3 separate regions of the Sus scrofa genome follow, and regions 1 and 2 are each linked to region 3. A link is a contact called in public Hi-C and HiChIP or PLAC-seq data. All regions are on one chromosome and are shown on one strand. Each heading gives the region's core, a stretch centred on a gene start, on an enhancer-like site or on the middle of the called end of the contact. The rest is flanking DNA. Distances are from core to core; before and after follow the strand shown.

Region 1 (2,700 bases), core at 132-2,631, 360 kb after region 3:
GCAGCACAGGCCTGGGCTGGGGACCTGGGCCCCAAGATCCCACCGAATGAGTGCCCGAATGAGTGGCTTGGCCGCCTTCCCGCAAGCCGGGGTGACCCTGGGCCAGGGCCCCCAGCGTCCCCCGGGGGGAGGGGTCTGAGGAGGCCTAGGCAGTCCCCGGAGTGGAGCTTCCAGCCCCGGGCTCTGTCTAGAGGGTCCCCTCCCTGGCCTGCCCCCAGGCTCCCCAACAGCAGCCCAGCCCTCCCTCCACCTGGGGTGGGGGCAGCCTGGGGCCTGGTCAGAAGCCTGGGCCAGGCCTCACGGTCTGTGTGGGGCCCAGGAGGACAGCCCTGTTCGCTACCCCATGGATGACAGTGGCGGCCAGGGCCCCCTCTGCCCCCTGGACAACAACCACTCCCACTTCATCCTGGTGGAGCCGGGCCCGCCTGGGAAGGGTGACGGGCCCACGGAGCTGCGGCTGAGGCTGGAAAGGCACATCTCGGAGCAAAGGACTGGCTACGGGGGTGAGGCCCGGCTGCCTGGCTGCCCAGGGAGGCCGCCAGGGAACATGGGGCGGTGGGGGTGGGGGGGCACAGTGCGTGGGCAGGGCTGGAAGGACCACCAGGGTGGCGGGGAAGGGCATTCAGGGCTGAAGGCACCAAGGTGGCCCAGGAGGGGGTCCCGCCAGCCAGCGTGCTGGGGGATGCAGCTGTGGGGAGTAGCCCTGCCAGGTGATAACATTCCCAACAGGTGGCAGAGTGGTTTCAGGCTCATGCCCAGTGGGGCACCGCTGGCCACAGGCTCTGGCAGTGGGCTCGGGGCTTTGGGAAGAAATTGAGATGTGTGGGTTTCAAATTTCCCTCCACAGGCTACGAAGTAGGCTGCCGCCAGGGGGCAGAGTCGTCTGGGGAATGGGCAGGGCTATGGCCCATTCAAAAGCTGGATTTGCAAATACTAGCGCACAGCCGCTATTTGTAAACAAGGTGTAGAATGGCGTGCGATGTTTATAAGCAATACGTCATGTTTGTCAGCTGAGCCCGCTTTAATGAAAGCACGGCCAGAGCCATGTTTAAACGGTCAGCACATCGGTGCGGCCCACGATATCCGCCCCATTCAGTCAGGAGGCGCCCTTGGTGTTGGAGGGGACCCTTCCCAGGGTGGGGCACCCCTGCCTGCCCGCCTGTGCCTCCCACTCAGCCGAGGGGCAGCTCCAGGCTTCCCTGGGGCTTCCCGTGTGGAAGACTCATTTCCAGTTTGTTTGGGGAAGAAACCCACCATCGCCCTCCCCCACCTCTCGGATGCACCCCGTGGGTCTCGGAGGACCCAGCAGCAAGGCCATGGCCCTTTCTGCCCTGATGGGGAAGGGGGGGCACTGGGTGTGTGGCTGGTGCGGCCAGGGACTGCAAGTTCAACTTCGCAGTGTTGTTGGTTCGTTTGCTTGTTTGCTTTCCAGGGCCACACCCGCGGCCTATGGAGGTTCCCAGGCCAGGGGTCGAATCGGAGCTGTAGCTGCCGACCGACACCACAGCCACAGCAAAGCGGGATCCGAGCCGCATCTGCGACCTACCCCGCAGTGCACGGCAACACCGGACCCTTAACCCATGGAGCAAGCCCAGGGGTCGAACCTGTGTCCTCATGGATACGTGCTCGGTTGTAACCTCCCTAAGTCCGCATTTGAATAGCCACAAAGCAGCTGCCTCAGGCCATAGCGTGTGGGGCTGGCATCCTTGCCTGACGGGCAGCCTGAAGCCCACACCTCAATAGAAAAAGCCCCTTTGCTGGAGTTTGCCCAGAAAATGGAGAGATGGATGGTGTGAGGCCGGGGCGTCACCCCACGGGGAGGGTCCCAGGCCCTCCGCCCCCCGAGCACCCGGCGGACCTCCTCACGCTCTGTCCACAGGCACGAGCAGCATCGAGATCCCCGTCCTCTGCCTGCTGGTCAACGGCGACCCCAGCACCCTGGAGGTAGGGTGGGGGCAGGGGGCATCCCGCGTGGCCCGCCCTGCCAGGACAGGGACGCGCCGGAGCTGACTCCGGGTCGCTGTCCCCTCCCGCCCGCCTCAGAGGATCTCCAGGGCTGTGGAGCACGCCGCGCCGTGGCTCATCCTGGCGGGCTCTGGGGGCGTCGCCGACGTGCTGGCCGCCTTGATGCACCAGCCCCAGCTCCTGGTGCCCCAGGTGGCTGAGAAGCAGCTCAGAGAGAAGTTCCCCAGCGAGCACTTCTCCCGGGAGGACATCCTGCACTGGACAGCCCTGGTACGAGCTGCCCACAAACCACGCTCAGGTGACCCAGCGCCCCCGCCTCACCCCTGCCCAGGCCCTCGTCAGCCGGGGTACCTTGGTCTATGGGGGGGCCGGGGCCAAAGGGCAGCGGGTGGACAGGGTGGTAGCTGGCCTGCTCCCTGGGGCTGCCTGGGGCCCAGTGGGCAGTGGGTGGTGAGGGAGGCAGCTGGCTGCTCCCTGGGGCCCCCGAGCAGTGGGCGGACAGGACAATGGGTGTCCTGCTCTCTGGGGCTGCCTGGGGCCCACGGGCAGAGCATGGACAGGGTGACTGGCCTGCTCCCTGGAGCCCAGCAGATAGCACATGGACAGGGCGGCAGCTGGCCTGCTCCCTGGGTGAACTGAGTGGTGGCTGGCCTGCGCCCTGGGGCCCATCAGGTAGCAGGTGGACAGGGCGGCGGCTGGCCTGCTCCCCAGGGCCCACGAGTAGAGGGTGGACAG
Region 2 (2,700 bases), core at 36-2,535, 280 kb after region 3:
AAGGAGGAAGGTTAGCAAAGCCACAGGACACACTTAGCAACAAACGATCCAAACGTGAAATCGAACGAACGATAATCCAGCATCTCGGTAGCTTTAAAACAAGAAATACTTGGTGACAAGTCTCACAAATGGCACCCGAGACCTGTGCACCCCCCAACCTGGAAAACATGGTGGAGCGATACTACAAATATATCTGAATACGTGCAGAGATATTGGGTTCAGAAAACTTGGCCTCCTGAAGATGTGCTTGATACCTGAATTCATCTAACTGCTTGTCGCAGGGCGAATCAAAATTCCAGCAGGACTTTGGGGCAGAACTTAACACACCGATTCTGAGATTTTCATGGACATGCAAAGGACGAGAATGGCCAACATACTTTCGAAAATGCACAAAATTGAGGGATTAACACAGCCTGATTTCAAGGCTTACTACAAAAGCCGCATTAATCAAGTCAGGGTGGTGGTGGCAGAACAGATTAGAAAGTCTAGAAACAGACCCACGCAGATGGTTGACTGATTTTCATCAAAGGTGTCAAACTAATTCGATGGAAACAAAGAGCTCGAAGGAATGGATAACCACGTGCAGAGAGAGTCTGCCCGATCCGTACCTGTCACCGTCCATCAAATTAAACTGGAAACGGATCACAGATCTAAACAGAAACGGAAAACTCTGAAATGGCCACAGAAAACAGGAGAAAACGCTCTGTAACCTTGGACTCGGCAAATAGTTCTCAGAACACAAAAGCCTGAACCTTGGAGGGAAAGGGAAAAAAACTCCCCAAAGAATTGGACCTCCTCAAAATTAAAAACTTCTGTTCTTTGGAGAGATGCTGTGAAGAACGAGCAAAGAGAAGCCCCAGATTGGGAGAAAATCATTGCAAAACAAAACCTGCTCATCGAAATCTAATCTCTAGATGTCTATGCAGCCTCTAGGGACAGCCCCCACGGCTCGCTGATGACGGCCAGGGACCGGGTCCCTCCGACGAGCAAAACACTGAACAGCCACTTGGTCCAAAAAGACATCTGAGCGGCCCGCGAGCCCAGCAAGGTGCCCGCCGTCACTCGTCACCGGGGACGGTGGTGAAAACCACGGGACCGAGCCGCACACCCATGAGAAAGGCTGAGACCCGACGCAGGCGACACGAGGTGCCGGTGGGGACGCGGTTCGATGGAAACCCTCGGACGGGGAGGAAGGGAAGCGGAGCCACCGTGGAAGCCAGCGTGCAGTTTCTTAGAAAGGTCAGCGCGCATGCAGCCCAGCGTCCAGCATCTCGCTCCCAGGGATTTCCCGAGAAAAATGAAGACATATGACCACTCAGAAACCTGACTGCTGTAATCAGGGCAGCTTTAATCATAACAGCTGAAAACTGGAAACGGCTCAAATGTCCATCAGCCTGCGAACAGATAAACAAACTGTGGTACATTTTATCCTTTCCAATTAAAAGGAAACAAATTACTGAACGCAGGCCACAACAAGGATGAAGCTCAAATGTGTTCTGCTCCGTGAAAGAAGCCAGACACAGAGGCTACAGAACTCAGAATGCCTTTCACATGACGTCCTGGAAAAGGCAGGACCCTGGGGACAGAAAACATCCGAGATTGCCAGGTGCTGGGGGCGCGGGGGCGGGGGCCTGCCAAGGACACAGAGGGACTTTCGGGGTGGCGACTGGACCACGGTAAGCGCTTGCCAGGGCGCCCTGAGCCGGCCACCTAAGAGGAGAACCTTCACGGCACAAAACCCGAATCAAAAATGACAAGGAATCAGAAACATCACGAGACCAACCCAAGAGACGGATGAATCCACGGGTTGGTTTTTACAGGACGAGTCTGTATCCTGAAAGGAGCGCTAAGGCAAAGCTCGGGCTGGGGAGATTTGTGTTTAACCCACCCTGAGGGAGAACTTGGGCCTTCCGTCTGCCCAGATGGATGCCCGGCCTCCCCCGCCCCTGCTGACGGCCGCCCCGATCCACCAGGGTGTGAGACGCCCCCCACTCACCTCCCCCAGGTTGCCCTCCTGGGTAAGCGCCCTGGGGATGGGGCAGTGGCCTGGCCCCGCCCAGCTTGCTGACCCCTCCCTCTCTGTCTCCCTCGCACATCAAGGGCCCCCAAGGGCGGCCCCCCAACCCCACTTGGAATCATACCCAGGCCCCGGGCCGGCTCGCAGGAGATGCTCAGTCCCTGAGCCCAGATGACACCCAACCCCACTGCCAGGTCACCCACCCCGCCCAGTGTCACCTGTCACCCTCCCCAAGGCCAAGGAGGAGCTCGAAGACTCCTTCCGGAAGCTCCTGAGTCCGTTCCCACCCCAAAATGCTCAGAGACACCGCCATGCCCCTACTGGCCTTCGGAGGACCCGGCTCACGTGTTCACTGGGTACCCCCGGCACTGACCCCACGCACACACTGAGAGGCCCCGAGGGGACCTGCCACCCTGCACCCCCAGCCCCCAGACCTTGGAGCACGTTGGCTTCTGGCACCCACGCTGCTCCTCCAGCCCCCGGAGCAAGGGTGCCCCACCTGAAAGGGCCTCAGCCTCGGCACCACGGGCCCTTCCCCGCGAAGCCCCCCCACACCCCCGCACCGAGAGAGTTAGGAGGGCACAGGGAGCGTGGAGGGCAGGCCTCCCGAGGACGTGACATCCGAGCTCCAGCCTGAAGGTCACAGACGAAGGGCCTTGGGAAGGACCTCAGGGAAGCCCGTC
Region 3 (2,806 bases), core at 100-2,599:
CACCTGGGACAGGGCTGAGAGCTCAGGGCTCCGGTGGGCCCACCAGCCGCTGCTCGGCTGTCCCCCTTCCTGCCTGGGCAGGCTGAGCCCAGGGGAAATCAGCAGAAACTAATGGTCTCCTGTGGCCTCTCCCAGTAGGGATGGCCACGGGGGAGGGTCAGGGGCCTACCAAGGAGCAGGAGAGTGGGTCATGGGCCCTGCCTGGCAGGGCCTCCCCTTTCTGGGCTGGCCTCTCTCCCTGGCACTATGGCAGAGCCCACTGGCTTGCATGCCCTGTCACGCATTCTTAGGGGCGTACTTTCCCAACCAACAATGACTACAGGGCCCAACCGAGAGGGTGCTAGCCGTCCCGGAGGTCGAAGAGAGGTACCGCCCCTGGAAGCAGCTGAAGCAGGGCTGTCTGGGTGCCTGCCCACCACTGCCCCCCAACCCCTCGGCGGGGGCGGGGGTAGTTCCTGTGTGACAAGGGATAAGGCTGGGCCAGAGGATCAGCAATACTCAGTCAGGGCCCCAGGCAGGCCGGGCCAGGCCCACCCCTGTGTAGAAGCCTCCAGTGCCCCGTCCAATACCATCCAGCACAAGAGCGTCCAGCAGGCCAGCCTGGGCAGCCTGGTGTGGCTGCAGCCTGGCCCAGGCGTGAGGTGGCTGAGCACCGACGCAGTGGCATGGTGGGCATAGCTCAGGAGGGCAAAGCCAGGTGTCCATCTGCCGGGCAGGGAGGGCAGCCCCCAAGAACTAACAGACCTGGCTCCAGGCGATGAAGAGCCGGTCTCGATGGGCCCGCGGCTTCGCTCTTGGAGAAAGAGCGTTACAGAGCCTCCCGCCCCCTGGTCCCCCAATCTCCTCTCCCCGCGCGTGGACCTTAGGGCCAGCAGGTGTGTCAGGGCTCCAGGTGCGCGGAACCCTTCCAGGGACATAAGCCTCCCGCGCAACAGGTCGCGCGGGGGCAGCCGAAGACCCCATCTAGCTCCAGCCAAGGACGAGCTGGCCGCGGCGGGTTAGAGGCTCGTCAGCTGGCGCGGGAGGCCCGAAAGGGCGAGCGGGAGCGGCGGGACTGGGAGCCCCTCGGGCGGCGAGCGGGGCCAGGCCGGATGCCGGTCCTGCGAGCGGCTGTCGCCGCAAGCCGGGGAGAGCGCTCCCTCCGGCCGAAGGGGGGCGCCCGCGCCACCGCAGCCCAGCAGCCCCCGCCTGCAGACAAAGGAGCCGGCGTGGGGCGGGAGCGCGGGGGGGTGGGGGAATGGGGCGAGGGGGCGGGGCGCCGCGGTGTCACGTTACCGCCCGCAGCGCCCTTTAACTCGGGCTCCGCCCCGCGCCCCGCCCCCTCCCCGCCACTGCGCGCGCCCCGCGCCCCGCCAATCGGCCCTCGCGCCCCGCCCCGCCCTCGGGTGGGTGTGTGCAAAGGGCCAATGGGCGGCGGGCGGGGGCCGGGCCGCCAGAGGGGCGGGGGGAGCGCGGCGCCCGCCAATCGCCGCGGTGTTGTTGAAACTGAAAATACTACATTATGCTAATAGCAGCGGGGCCCGCGCCCGGAGGGTGGGGGGGTGGGACCCTCGCGTATAAAGGGGCGCGCGAGGACTGGGCGTTCCACAGGCCAAGTGCTCTGCGCTCGGTGGGTGCCAGCCAGGCCAGAGCCAGCCTAGCGAGCGAGGACAGGCACTGAGGGGGCGCGGCCGCCGGCCGGACGACACAGCGAACGAGACTCAGGAGCAGTCCACGGCCCGACAGCCAGGTAGCCGCCGCGCCGCCCTCCCGCTGCGTCCCTTTGCAAATGCAGACTCCGGCTACTCGGGGTCTCACTTGCTCCCGGCCTCCGCCCTCCTTTCCTCTCCTCTTCCTCCTTTTCCTCTCTCCTCCTCTCCCGCCGCCCGGCCCGCGCAGCCCTCGGACTTGTCCGACGTGTGTCTCCGCAGCGTGTTGGCAATGGAGCGCCTCGTCGCCCGCCGCACCTTTCCCCTGTTCGCGCGCACCAGCGCCTGCCGCAGCCTCTTCGGGCCGGTGGACCACGAGGAGCTGAGTCGTGAGCTGCAGATCCGTCTGGCTGAGCTGAGCGCCGAGGACCAGCGTCGCTGGGACTACAACTTCCAGCAGGACGTGCCACTGCGGGGCCCCGGGCGCCTGCAGTGGACCGAGGTGGACAGCGACTCCGTGCCCGCCTTCTACCGCGAGACGGTGCAGGTGGGGCGCTGTCGCCTGCTCCTGGCGCCTCGTCCGCGCCCGGACGGCGCGAGCGATAGCCCGCCCCCCGGGCCGCCGGCCGATGAGTCCCTCGACGGCCTCGGGGAGGCGCCGGAGCCGCCGTCCAGCGGCCCCGCCGTCGCGCCCGCCCCGGCCCCGGCCCCGGCGCCGCAGGAGAGCGCTGAGCAGGAGGCGGTCTCGCCGCCGCGCAGCCAGGAGCCCCTAGCCGAGCCGCCGCACTCAGGGATTTCGGGGCGCCCCGCGCCGGGCACTGCCGCCACTGCCAACACCGCTGCCGCCGCCGCCGCCGCCGCCGCCACTGCCGCCGCCGCCGCCGCTGCCACCACTGCCGCCGCCGGAGGCGCCGCGATCAAGAAGCTGTCCGGGCCTCTCATCTCCGGTGAGTCCCGCGCAGCCCCGCCCCGGCCCGGCCCGGCCCGGCCCTGCTTTGTCCGGCCGGCCGGGCTCCTCGGCCCTCGGGGGCCTCACTTGGTCCCCGCCTCCTCCGTGGCATTAAAGGGCCCGCAGCGCGCGGGGCGCGGCTGCGCCCGCACCCGGTCCCCACCCTGTTGTGCTCTCGAAAGGCTCACGGGGGAGGGATGGGAGGGCGCGCTCTGGCCCCCTCGGAGCG

What was found. A called contact is a pair of places that touch in the nucleus more often than the background predicts. HiChIP or PLAC-seq counts read pairs in DNA pulled down with a chosen protein or histone mark.
Region 1: a Hi-C map of fetal liver shows a contact between it and region 3, with 2.9 times the contacts expected there. The contact joins the enhancer-like site here to the promoter of CDKN1C in region 3. A contact is called at or near these places in 1 of 5 promoter capture datasets (liver), 27 of 47 Hi-C or Micro-C datasets (adipose tissue, alveolar macrophages, blood and 16 more) and 2 of 2 datasets of contacts at active chromatin or transcription factors (alveolar macrophages and skeletal muscle).
Region 2: a contact with region 3 is called in an H3K27ac HiChIP or PLAC-seq map of skeletal muscle, with 8 times the contacts expected there. The contact joins the enhancer-like site here to the promoter of CDKN1C in region 3. A contact is called at or near these places in 18 of 47 Hi-C or Micro-C datasets (blood, brain, embryonic fibroblasts and 10 more) and 1 of 2 datasets of contacts at active chromatin or transcription factors (skeletal muscle).

What each region holds. Positions count from the first base shown.
Region 1 is chr2:1,657,087-1,659,786 of Sscrofa11.1, reverse strand. It overlaps TRPM5 (transient receptor potential cation channel subfamily M member 5), which reads left to right. Exons shown (of 25, transcript XM_021082618.1): 6 at 320-503; 7 at 1,880-1,944; 8 at 2,044-2,235. Among named protein-coding and RNA genes, the nearest start is that of TRPM5, 6.5 kb to the left of the region's middle. Within about 2 kb of position 1,381, at least 7 of the 83 cell types and tissues checked have an H3K27ac peak or open chromatin away from gene starts, as enhancers often do. A contact at or near this core is called in fetal liver, where this site is marked.
Region 2 is chr2:1,745,531-1,748,230 of Sscrofa11.1, reverse strand. The region is part of intron 2 of KCNQ1 (potassium voltage-gated channel subfamily KQT member 1); the gene reads right to left. Among named protein-coding and RNA genes, the nearest start is that of KCNQ1, 72 kb to the right of the region's middle. Within about 2 kb of position 1,285, at least 9 of the 83 cell types and tissues checked have an H3K27ac peak or open chromatin away from gene starts, as enhancers often do. A contact at or near this core is called in fetal skeletal muscle and skeletal muscle, where this site is marked.
Region 3 is chr2:2,020,635-2,023,440 of Sscrofa11.1, reverse strand. CDKN1C (cyclin-dependent kinase inhibitor 1C) reads left to right here and starts at 1,349. Exons shown (of 4, transcript XM_021082622.1): 1 at 1,349-1,729; 2 at 1,911-2,575. The coding sequence starts at 1,921.